Regions from separate parts of the Rattus norvegicus genome. Here region 1 is linked to region 2. Evidence: chromatin contacts called from public Hi-C data. All regions are on one chromosome and are shown on one strand. The core of a region is the stretch at or near the end of the contact, and the rest is flanking DNA. Distances in the headings are between cores, read along the strand shown.

What was found. Hi-C and Micro-C count contacts between places; a contact is called where the count stands out from the background.
Region 1: a contact with region 2 is called in a Hi-C map of liver, with 6 times the contacts expected there. The contact joins the enhancer-like site here to the promoter of Aadac in region 2.

Annotation. Positions count from the first base shown.
Region 1 is chr2:146,829,878-146,836,109 of GRCr8, reverse strand. The region is part of intron 1 of Mbnl1 (muscleblind-like splicing regulator 1); the gene reads right to left. Among named protein-coding and RNA genes, the nearest start is that of Mbnl1, 13 kb to the right of the region's middle. Within about 2 kb of position 1,684, at least 36 of the 93 cell types and tissues checked have an H3K27ac peak or open chromatin away from gene starts, as enhancers often do. A contact at or near this core is called in liver, where this site is marked.
Region 2 is chr2:146,309,499-146,316,248 of GRCr8, reverse strand. It overlaps Aadac (arylacetamide deacetylase), which reads right to left and starts at 2,970. Exons shown (of 5, transcript NM_020538.1): 1 at 2,811-2,970. The coding sequence starts at 2,945.

The DNA of each region.
Region 1 (6,232 bases), core at 435-2,934, 520 kb before region 2:
TCTTCTTATAATAAATTTTTTACTTCTATTAATCAAAATAAAATACACCATGTTCTATAATGTCAAATAATACTTGATACTGGTATTTTTATTTTCAAAATGTGCCGCTTGTTTTCCATGCATATAAAAGATAGCTAAATTCATTATCTTCCTTACTTGTGAACAAGCAGCTGACATGTGCATAGCTAAGTGACTGATTCACTGAACTCTCCTTAGGTAACCAAATGGAAGAACATGAACTCGAAATCAGGTCGTGTGTTTTCCAGTACAAGACTTTATTAAAAACACACTGCCAATTTCATATTAAACTCAGAAATGACAGTGATAGCAAGGCAAAAGAGCAAGAAGAGAGTGGTGATTGCCGTAGGTAACTTGAAGAGCCCACCACTACAGCAAGAGGGAGAGAGGGAGCCAGGGAAGGAGGGAAGGAGGGAGCCAAGGAGGGAGGGAGTCAGAAAGGGAAGGAGGAAGGGAGAGAGGAAGGGAGGGAACTCTTTTGCACAGTTGAGATGCTCACCTTCTCTAGCCATACAGCAGAAACCAGATGCCCATCAGGTACACAGAATAAGAATATTCCCACAGCACCACATTCATTCATTCTTCCTCTACTGTAGCATTTACTCCGTTTTGAGCAGAACAGAGTTCTAGGTACCCAGCAGGTGACTGACAGGGGACCACTGAAATGAACTCTTTGAGTATAACATTGTTACTCAACACTCAACACCTGGAGCCTGACCGCCCATCCTGCTCTCATCAGAGAAATTTAACACTGTGAGCAGAGAAAGTGTGCAGGGACAATGCAAAACGTTGTTTGGAACACAGGGAAGTCAGGAGATACAGGAGTGCTGATCTGAGTGAGCCACAAAACACAGTTTACAGAGCAGTCAAGAAGATGGGACAGTTTAAATCAGCCATTTCACATTAATTTTAACAGCTGATAAAGCCATAGGAAAGTAGTCTAGGGAGGAAGCGGTAAGTGTTTGAAAGGCATACTTAATGTTTTCTAAATCCACACCACACTAATTCCCTGTTGACAAAAAGAAATGATAAACAGCAAATTGGTCTATAACGTGAAAACAGAAAGTCAAAACAAACACAAAAATTAAAAACTCTGGTTCTCAAGTCCCAAATATCTCCTTGCAAAAAGCCCGCAGGAGCTCAAGAGATATTCCTCTAACTTTGCCACATGGTCGGACTTCTTTCTCTTACTAGAAGAGAGGTTTCTTTTTTTTCCCTTAAAAAAATAAATAAAACAAAAAATCCAAAAAAAAAACCCAAAACAACAAAAAAGCACATTCAACTCCCAGTGACCATGTTGAATGAATAAACAAAAAACTGAGAATAGAATTGTCATGTGCACTGCTTTGTCTTCCATTGCCCTAGAGACGCACAGGGACAACAGATCTGGCCCTGAAGGGATCTGCTGCTCAGTCAAGGACACAAACTAAGGTCTAAATTATAAAAGGTTAGAAGTACACAGCCGGCTAAGGAGTTAAAGAGGTCAGAGGTGGCTTTGAAATGGACAAGGGATCTAGGGTTGATGTGAAAGAATGGTTTTGGTTGGGGGCGGGGGAGGGCTGTTGTTTTGCTTTTGAGAGTCAGTGCCAGGGGCTGAACCCACATCCTGCACGTGCTAGTCAGGTGCTCTGTCACTGGGCGGCAGCACTAGTACAGGAACAAGGACTGTTTCATCTGGCAAGGAAAAGACAACAAGACAAAGAGTAGCCAACAAAGTCGGGCCTGGGCGGCCATGGCCATGGAGTCCACCGACCGGCCTCTATGAAGTCACTACATGCAGTGGGCTTGGCTACAGCTCTCTGGACTGAGATCAAGTCTGGAAGGGTCTGAGCTGAAGAAGTCAGTGTGTGCTTCCTGACTGCAGAGAAGTTATCCTTTCCAACATCTAACCCAAGGGCAGAGAGAGCTATCTCACTGAGTATCTAAGGGTTAAAATCAAAACCCAAGGCAGGGTAGGGGGAAAACAATCTTATAAATAAGTGGAATTCTTGTCTGAACTTCCTAAGAATCTTGCCTTAGTTGCAGTAGAGTGGAGATAAACTTAATGCTCGATTTCATTTCAATGGCACTATTCATAGCTTCCCTTCTAACCAGTTGTTCGTTTACAATTGTGTTTGATGCACACTTTCCTGTAGTAAGTTTTGGTTTTGATGAAGTACATCATATATAAATAACACTAAAGCAACCTTTGTCCTGTTTATAAAACTGGAGATGCATAGCAAACTTTGAAAAGATAAGAGTATTTAGAAGTTAAGTAAATCTCATTACTCTATAAATATTTCAATGAGAGTCATAACCAATTAGTACACAATACCCAGTTACTGAAATTGGCAATTGCTCTGTAGGCTACAGTCCCTGGGTTCAGTAACCTGTTTTCACCCAGCTGTCTAGTTTGACCTTCCTTGTGAATCAGCACTGCTACTCTGATGCCAAAATGACCTTCTGAAACTTCCAAGGCTTCCAAGGCTGCAGATATTTTCAGCTGTATCAGCCTGGCTGTCATAAAGTTCTGCATGACACTGAGTGGCAAAGCTGGCACCTTCTGCACCCTCCTGACCTTTTAAACTCATGAGATGTTGCTGCCACTCAAAGCTGGATTTTCTCTTTCTGCGTAGTTTTATGAAGCCGTTCCTCTTGGATAATTGTGGGGTACCGATTCTAAGCACAAATCTCATTTCTCTTTACATGAAAAGAAATATATTCTTTTAGGCACACATAGTAAATCTTTTATCAGCACACAATTTAAATAAACTTTAATTTCCACCTGTAAATTATAATTTTGAAATTGCTGGGACATTAGAAACATTTAATGTACCTACTAAGTGTCAGTATTTCTATAATGGTCACTTTCAAATTTTAAAAATGTCTGTATTTTACAATATACTTACTATCCACATGGACTAAAATGCATTCAAGGTCCAGGACAATATCAAGAATATGGGGGGGGGGCAATGTCAGTAAATACAGCAACAGCTGCATACTTAATTTATTTCACTTCCCTCTGATACTTTAAACAGGAACACCGCTGTTTAATTCCCTTGCTAAACACTGCATCAGTGTGGAATTTCCAAACCTAAGCATCTTTTCCAATGTAGATACAGCTATGCAGTCATCTTTGAAATTGTTGATACATGAAGGGAAATCTTTGAGTTCATTAATATCAATAATGAAAATATGAGTAAACTGGTTAAAATTAAATGTAAGTGGAAGAAAATGCAAGTGAATTTAAGTCATTAAGGCATCTTAATAAGGCTCTGAGTAACAGGAGAGATCAACTATGATGTCAATCCTTCACAATCAGAGCATAGTTATGTAGTTACACATACATGCACATATTAGAATATTTCTATTTCCTTCTATATAGAGAAGAAATAGTCATATTGTCATAAACTTTCATTAGTAATACAAACTTAAAAAATGGCTTAACATTTCAATACAAGACTATAAACTAACCCATTTGTGGGAAAACCAATCCCTTTGACACATTCATCCTGTACCATTTTATCTTTAGTTCCTGTGATACTTTGTCATCATTTGTAGACTACACATGGACATGTGGGTGTAACACAAAACTGAGTACACACCTCAAACACATGGGCATGAAGGAAAATAGGGAAGGAAGTAAAACATTCAGAAACCTCTACGAATTGCAGAAGTATTTGATTTTGTATTATTTTAATGATAAAAACATGTCTCTTTTATGATGAGAGAAATTAAATTAATTCCCAATAATATAGTTGAGCAGGCAATCAGGGTACTTGCTCCATCCTTATTGGGCTAAAGACATTTCTTCAAATGGGTCACTAGGCAATCCAGCCACCACAGCTACTGGACGAGTATCTGTCACAAGTGAGGTCAGAAACACCTATATAAATGCAGCTATCTTTGAAATTGTTAATAAATAAAGGGAAATATTTTTGAGTCCATTAATATCAGTAACAAATGATGAGTAAATAGGTTAAAATTTAATAGAAGTGGAAGAAAGCCGGGGTGATGGTTTTGAGTCTAAAATTGGATTTTGCTGGTCTTGGCAAATGCTGGGGCAAAGGTATTAGACTGAGGACAAGCAAGGTGCAGATGACAGGGCAGAGTAGGCAATCTCACAGAGCCCTCATTTCAAAGCCAAGGCACTAAAATGTCCATTCCATCTCCTGCTAGTTTTACATCCATAAAACTTTTTTAAAAACCTCTTCACAACTTACCTCTTCATTAACTCCCCATAATTAACTTGTAATAGGCCTTGAATTTGTGTGTGTGTGAGTGTGTGTATGTGTTTTATCTTAATCTAGACCATATCAAGGGCAAGAAAGGAGTACATTAAGAGCAGAACTGCAGGGGTTGGGGATTTAGCTCAGTGGTAGAGCACTTGCCTAGCAAGCACAAGGCCCTGGGTTCAGTCCCCAGCTCTGAAAAAAAGAAAAAAGAAAAAAAAGAGAGAGAGAGAGAGAGCAGAACTGCAGGAGGTTGGCTTTTCTTCATTATTTCACTTACAATAGGCCACACACTTTACAAAATCAGAAACCATGTTTCCAACGTCAGTCAAAATCCTACAATAAACTTCTGGTGCAGTGGTCCTGAAACAAATATTTACTACTTAAACTGAGCAATGATAAGCAATAAAATAGAGGGCTGGGTTTTCCAACCTAGAACGCAGATTGGATCCTCAGAACAAAGAGCAAACACTTGAGAGGCGAATGGGGTCTTACAGAAGTGCACACTTGCACTGTCACCGTCCCAGAGCTCAGAAACAAGCCTGCCAAAGCAGATAGAAAAGGAGGGAAAAAAATGCTGTTTCCTACACACAAAGAAATGGTAGGAAAAAAAAAGCCAATTCTGTATATCTGAACCCTAGGTTAATAAACTTAAAAACAGCTCAATTGTCACTTAAGGCTTTTCCTCTCCTCTTAACACAAAACTTATAGGCTCTGAGACTTGTCGGTCAATACTCAAAGAATTTTTGTTTTAGTTATTTCTTATATTTTTTGAGATTATAATATCAAATTCTTCTTTCCCTTTCCTTCCTCCAAACCCTCCCTATATCCCTCCTTGTTCTTCAAATTCATGACCCCTTTTTCATCAACTATTATTACATTCATATATGTATGTATATGTGTGTGACACACACATACACCCACACATAATAAAGCCTGCTCAGTCTGTTGATTAACAGCTAATTTAAAGAATTTAGTGAGAAACAACTGGATTAAATTCCGCATAGCCAGATGATACTGTGATTGGTCATGCTCATTTATGAAGGACTTCAAAAGAAATAGTTTAAATACTTAGTCACATCATTTTAACAAATTATAAATTGGCTTTGTCTTTCATTAAATGAGTCATGTTTCCTTAAAAATGTTTTGTCTTTCTGAATAGATTTATGCAAATTTTACACTATCTAGAACCTTTTCTGTGCCCACATTGCTTTGTACCATTGTTATTTGTCAGTATTGCTATTGTGACACTGAAAATCGGCACTGAGAAACAACATCTTGCTCATCCCTATCTACAAAAAATGATCCTGACAGGCCACAAATGGTCAGTGCACTCAACAGTATTTGCTAAAGAAAAACACTTGTTCGGAAACCAAAATCAAGATAAAGACAACACTATTCTCCTTCTCTTAAAAATGTTTACTTGCTATATGTTCTAATAGCTCATGAAAGAGGCATTTGTTAGCAAAGTGATAGATCCCCTACAGAGTGAGTCTTCAATGTAAAAGTATCCATTAAAGCCACGGCTGTGCCACAGGGACAATCACAGGGCACACTGGTATAATGAGCGAGCATATACTAACAATGTGAGAATGAACCATGAAGTCAGGATATGTGTTATACTTACATGTATCACTTCTTAGTGAAAATACCGTGGTAGCATATTATTGCTGGAGAAATACGGTAGATATGTTGATGGTTTCTGCATTGGTAGACCAAACTATGCCTGAACTGAGGATGCTTAGAAAATAATGTGTATATTGTATGGTATTACTTATCATAGGAATCTAGAGCTAGTTTAAAATATAGGAGTACATGCATGTGCAATTTTGCTGAGTACCTGGAGTACCCATGGGCTTGGCCATCCATAGGTGGGGGGTGGGGCAGTTCCCAGAACAGTGAACATGGATCCTGAGGAGCACATTTGAACTTCACAAAGCTCTCTCTAACAGAAGCCTAAACTGATGTGCCTACAGTCAAGTGCAGAGACAAGCCACACAGGG
Region 2 (6,750 bases), core at 1,721-4,220:
GATTTTTACTCTCAGGTGAAACTTTTTGAGTTAACATAAAACAAGGTTTCCCTGTGATATTTTTCAAACATTCATAGAGTTGTCTATCTTTCCTCTCCTTCCCCTTTATTATCCTTCAATCCAATCCCAGTTTCCAGTTAATCCTTAGATTCTGATTTCCCATTCCTGTTGTGTCTTTCTATCCCCTCTCTTTCTCTTCTTCCCCCATGATCTCTTCTAACTTCTCTGTTTCTGCAGTAGCTCTAGGTTACATACTAACATCTAAATACTGAGAACTATAATTCACACATAGAGAACATGTGATAATTGTCTTCATGGTATGAGCTACCTCACTCAGTATATTTTCTTTTGTAATGTATTCTTCCCTTATACATTTCATCTCAACTGCAGCTTCTAGTTCCATGATTTCAGTTTTCTTCAGAGATGAATAATATTCCATGGTGCAGTTGTACCACTCTTTCCTTACCCGTTCATCAGTTGAGGGACATTTTGGTTGTTTCCACTCCCTAGCTATTGGGTCTAGAGCAACAAGGAACATAGCCAAACAGATATTTGTAGAGTAGGAAATTAAGTCCTTTGGGCACATGCCATTGAGTAGGATAAATGAGTCTTAGGGCAGATCTACTTTTAGCTTTATGAGAATTTGTCAAGCTGATCTTCATAATGTTTGCACCAGTTTGCAATCCCAGCAATTGTGAATGAGAGAAACCCAGACTAAGAAACACCAGAGATGACCAGAGGGTGAGAGGCAAGTGAAAGACCATAAGTCACAGAAGCCAATATACATTGGTACCTTCAGAACCCAATTCTCCCACCACAGCAAGCTTTAGATACCCAACACACATGAAAACCAGGATGTTAAAATCCTATCTCATGAAGACAATAGAGTCCTTTAAGAAGGATATAAATAACTCACTAAAAGAAATACAAGAACACAGGTAAACAGGTAGAAACCCTTAAAGAGGAAACAAGTCCCTTAAAGATTTCATTTTTAAATTTTATAATAATTTTAATTTTGTCATTTTTTCTTGACTCTTTGATTTTGAGTTATTTTATATTCTAGATATTAATCTTCTACCAAATATATAGCTGGCAGAGACTCTCTCCCTCAGAGAAATTCATCTTCATCCAACTGACAGTTTTCTTTGCTGTTCAGAAGCTTTTTGATTATCTGATGTCCCATTTTTCAATGGGTGATCTTAATTCCGGGATAAAGGATATTCTATTCAGAATTTTTCCACACCTATATTTTATAAGGTACTGTCTACATTTTCTTCTAGCATTTCAGGTTTCACACTGACCTAATTTCATTTTGAAGTTGATTTTGATAAAGTATGATAAAGGTTTGACTTAATTCCACTATAATTTGTTGAAGATGCTGTCTTTTCTCTAGTGTTTATTTGGCAACTTGTCAAATATCAAATAGCTTTTTAAATATGAATATACTTTTGGGTCTTCTTTTTCACTAATCTACAAATCCATATTTCTGTTTGTGTCATGTAAACACTTCATGCTTTTTATAATTTTGTCAATCAAAACATGACATAAATTCTTTTTATATTTTTCACCTATAGAATTTAACATGTTAGTCAGAATGCCTTAGTTTTAGTAATCATACTGCATTTTTTCATTTAAAAAATTTCATACAATATATTTTAGGTATGTTTCCCCACCTCCTTTCCCACCCAACTAACTCTCTCTCTCTCTCTCTCTCTCTCTCTCTCTCTCTCTCTCTGTCTCTCTCTGTCTCTCTCTCTGTCTCTCTCTGTCTCTCTCTGTCTCTCTCCGTCTCTCTCAAAAAACCACTAAAATGAAAACTAAAGCAAACAAGCAAAAAAAAAAAAACCTAACGTAACAGTAAAAGGCCAAAACAAATCATAATCATACTCTTAGCAAAGGCACAAGAATAAGGTAATATTAAATTGTTCCCTATATAATACAATCAAAGCTTGTGGTCCTAGATATGTATGTGGAGGGTTTAAATTTTATTTATGATATAATGAAACATATTCATTGCTGACTGATATACCACAAAGATGCCAAAGTCACGTACTAGAAAAGAGACAGGCACGTGTGCTGCCAGAATGGGATGTCCACTTGTAAAATAACTAAGTCCCACAGTCACCTTTCACTCTGCACAAGAGTAAAATGAAAATTCATGAAAAAACTGCAATAGTAAGCCCCAAACTCTGAAACTTCTAGAAAAGACATTAGGTTATACTCTACATTTATATGTAAAGGAAAGGACTCTATAAATATAATTTCATTTTTCATATATTAAGACAATAACAGACAAATGGCTCCTCCAAGAAATGAAAAGTTTCTGTACAGCAATGGAAATATACAATGGAGTGAAGAGGAACCTATACAAAATGCCCATATGTGCAATAGTGACTCCAACTGGGAATTACAGGGTCTTGTTTCCTGTGTTGCTTGTTTTTTGTTTGTTTTGGTTTTGTCTTGTTTTGTTTTGTTTTTAACCAGTCTTTCTAACTGTCCCGCATGCATGGATTTCCATGCATGAATCTAAAACTACTGCATAGACTTCTACAATTAAACAGAATGCTATTCCATTCTTCTTTCCCTGAAGTTGAATCTTCTGAAAAGCTCCATCTGGCAATACTGTAAAGCGCACATTCTCTTTCTATCCTTTACCACTCTTCCTTCTCCTTTCCCTCTTCCCAGTTTCTGTCTATAACTGGAATTGGATCTAAAGAAGGATCATGCTAAGAAACTTCTTTTACAGTTCCTATTTTCTCTTTTTTTAAGTTATTCAGCATTCATAAGGTCAGTTAAAAATCAAAACTTACCAAATCTCCTCCAAGTTTTAGAAGTGTATTTCCCAATATTATTTTCCAAGGCTCTTCAATATCATCTGGGAGAGGTATATAAATATAATAAGCTACAAGCACCACAGAGATGAGAAGAAAAATAGTTCTTCCCATGTTTCCTTCTGCTCTTTCTACTTTGGCACCCTAGCAAGCAAAACTGATTTTAAATCTTTGAATGTTGAAATTTAACCTGTCGTAAAGTGTTACCTAACTCGTTCAGTCCAAATTCCACTGCACAATCTCTTAATGCATAGGCAGTCCAAGTCCACAAAGAATTTCAAAACAGAATTTCTATCTCTAAGATACTTCTTATCTAGTAGCAACAGACTTGCTGAACTGTTTGCAACGAAAATGTATCCTTTACAAAGGCATTATTATTCAGACTCTCTTACTTGTATGTAATGGGTATTATGACGTATGTGAAAGACAGTGAATGTGTCAAGTAGAAACTAATAGAAGGTCAACAGCACTCTTAAAGCTATGTGAGATTTTGAGAAGAAGCCATTTTCCCTTTATTCCCTCTATGCCTTGCTCTCCTCCCTGCTGAGAAACTCCAGGATTTTTTAATGACTGTTCAAGGGCACTGCTTAGGAAGTAATCTGTTCTGTTTATATTATTTCCATTATTTTGAGAATATAGTATAATTATATCATGTTTCCTTTCTTGTCATGGGTCAGCTGATTCCAGTCGGTACAATCTCAACTTGAAAAACTTTTTCTCTTCATTTTATATTTGACTGCACTAATAATATGACAATTATCACCTTTTAGTCTGATGTTCTAATTTAAAACATTTCCTTGGCTGTTACGTTTATAGCTACTATCAGTGAATCTGCAGTAAATCACTTGTCTATACTAATCCCCATTTGTTTGGATAGTGAATGACTCAAGTGTTGAATGACTCAAGTATTAAATTCTGATTTATTGAGCTTCAAGTATATCCCACACCAAATTCAACCAATTACTTAACTTTCACAATAAGTATATTGCATTAAATAATCTTTATATCAATATCAGGGTGGAAAGATGAATATTACTAGACTACTTTTTAAAGAATAAACATAATTATATATTTCTAAAGCTAATATTTTATATTGGATCCTATGTTTCATGAAGGCTTTATCCTGGAGCTCTATGAAAGCAAACCAGAGTGGAAATCTTGGTCTACTTTTGTCTAATTACTGTACATGACTATCTGTGTTATGCACTGAGTGTTTTTCTTCACATGATATGACACAGTATTAAGTGAGCAGATGGTCTTGTGAAAGAGATCAGTGATGGCAAAGGGAAGAAAAAAAAGAAGCCATGAATTTGAAAGAGCAGAAAAGTGTCTGGAGGTAAAAAGAGGAAAGTAAGAAATGTTGTGTTGTAGCTGTATTATAACCAACCCCTAATTTAAAAGAATTATGCATCAGGAATTTCATATAATTATTTGTATGAGAGGATTGTTAGAAATGATTTGTTGATTTGGAAAAACTAGTAGTTGTTATTTTTTTTCAAACCACTAATGTTTGTTTTGTTTTGTCTTGTCATATCTGCCCACTTCTATTTTGATAATTGACTCAGATTTATTTTTCCTTTTATTCTTTTAATTCAAGATGGCTTTCTTCTTTCAGTAAACATGTTGGCAATGTTCAGGAAAGACTAAGTTATGGTAAAGTTGTGGCAATGTTGTTGTCTGTTGGAAATGTGTTTTTGGTCCCAGGATCTATCTCCAGTCTGCCCTTCTGGGCTGACCATATTGTTGAAAACATCAGAATTTTAGCTTTAGAACATAAAGTACTTAATATCAAATTGATCAGGAGATTTTCCTCCTACTGGCTACCTTTTTTGTCATGCTGAGTCAGCTGGAGGAGAAACATTATCAGTGGTTTTAAGCAGCACCGAGATGAATCTGCTTCAGTGCCAATCTCCCGAAAGAGATGTGTTTACTGGTGTAATATTGTCTTAAGTATTGTGGGTGACTAACCCATTTCTGGTTAGATTTGAGGTCTTCTCCATAGAAGTAGATTTCATCTGAAGTACTGCTAAACATATAGTCAAAAGCCTGGGGCTTGGGCTGTCAGAGGCCTAGGATAGAATGTGTTATTTTTCTGAATGGTTATTCTGTCAAATCAGTCCTACAATTTGGTTCTCAACCCTCCTAATTCTTCAACCCTTTAATATTGTCCCTCATGCTGTGGTGACCCCCACCTATAAAATTATTTTCATTGGTACTTCCTAACTGTAATTTTTTTTTTCTAGTATCCTGAATTATACTGTATTGTAGATATCTGTGTTTTCCTGGTCTTAGGTGATCCCAGTGAAAGCGTTATTTGACCTCCAAAGGGTAACTTATAGCCACAAGTTTAGAACTACTGCACTGCTGCTCTACAATTCTGTGATTATAACATATATATACATATATGTATGTATATATATGGAGAGAGAGAGAGAGAGAGAGAGAGAGAGAGAGAGAGAGAGAGAGAGCAGTCAATGGAGAAATCCATAGCTGGTTAGAGTAATGAGAATAAGACACTTGGCTCGAAGCCTTAAACAGGACATGTATGTTACCCATGCCATACAAAGATTATGAAAGCACCATGACTGAAGAGTTTAATACCTGGAAAATGTGGAGGGGAGCTTTGAAATGTTGTGAAATGACATGACTATCTCAAGCATGATCTCAGAGCAGTCGTGGTTACTTAAACCAGACTTAACAAAATGTCAAGCCAGGCATAGTCTAAGGATAAGTGACTTAGACTCTTGCCAGGCCTCTCCATTACTGAGGAGCTATAGCAGTCGATCATTGCTGGAATATGGAGAATCATACTTTATTGAATATATGGCCTCTAGTATAGTAAGTTTCTTATGCTCAACTGGGTAAATCCATATCTATCTACTTCCTGGCAACTCTAACTGGACTAAGTGGAATGTCACACACGGACACACACACACACACACACACACACACACACAGAGAGAGAGAGAGAGAGAGAGAAAGAGAGAGAGACAGAGACAGAGAGACAGAGAGAGAGACAGACAGAGAGAAACAGAGAGAGACAGACACAGACAGACAGAGAGAGACAGACAGAGAGAGACAGACACAGAGAGACAGTCACAAAGAGACAGAGACAGACAGAGAGATGGAGAATCAGAAAGAGAGAGGAGAGTAAAGGAGAGGAGAGAGAGAGAGACAAACACACACAGAGACCAACACACAGAGAGAAACACACAAACACACAGAGAGACAAACACAAAACACACACACATCATATACACACACACATAGAGAGAGAGAATCAAACACAAAACACACACACATCATACACACACACACACATCATATATATATATATATATACACACACACACACACATGCACCAAAACAAACAACAACACCAAAATGATTTGAACTTGAGAGGCTGGAGAGTTGCCATGTTGATGGAGTTGGATGAGAAAATGGGGGCTTCATAAGACCATAGTTAATGATAAATATGTATGAGATTTTCAAAAAAGAAAAACAGGTTTATTATGGGAATTATCTCATCTAACATTAATAGAACTTTCAAGGAATTCCACTCTCTGTCATCTGCAAGCTGGTAAAATAGGAAAATTCTTGTTGAATTTCATTCTATATTCAAAGGCTTTCATAGCAGGGGACACATTTTCATTTCCAATCTCAATTTGAAGGCCTGAGAACTGGATAAATTATGTTAAAGACAGCCCTAAAGTTGATGTTCTGGAAACCTGGATCTTCTACCTCCAAGTCAGTAGAAATTGATTATGCTAACTCAAAGAGAATTACCTTCCTTTTTTATAGTCAAGACTTAAATAAATTGGATAATATCAGTACACATTAGTAGGGTTGATTATCTCCAGCATCTTCAGACTGAGAATCTGTTCTTGAAAAGAAAAAAAAAAATGGTAGACTATCTTA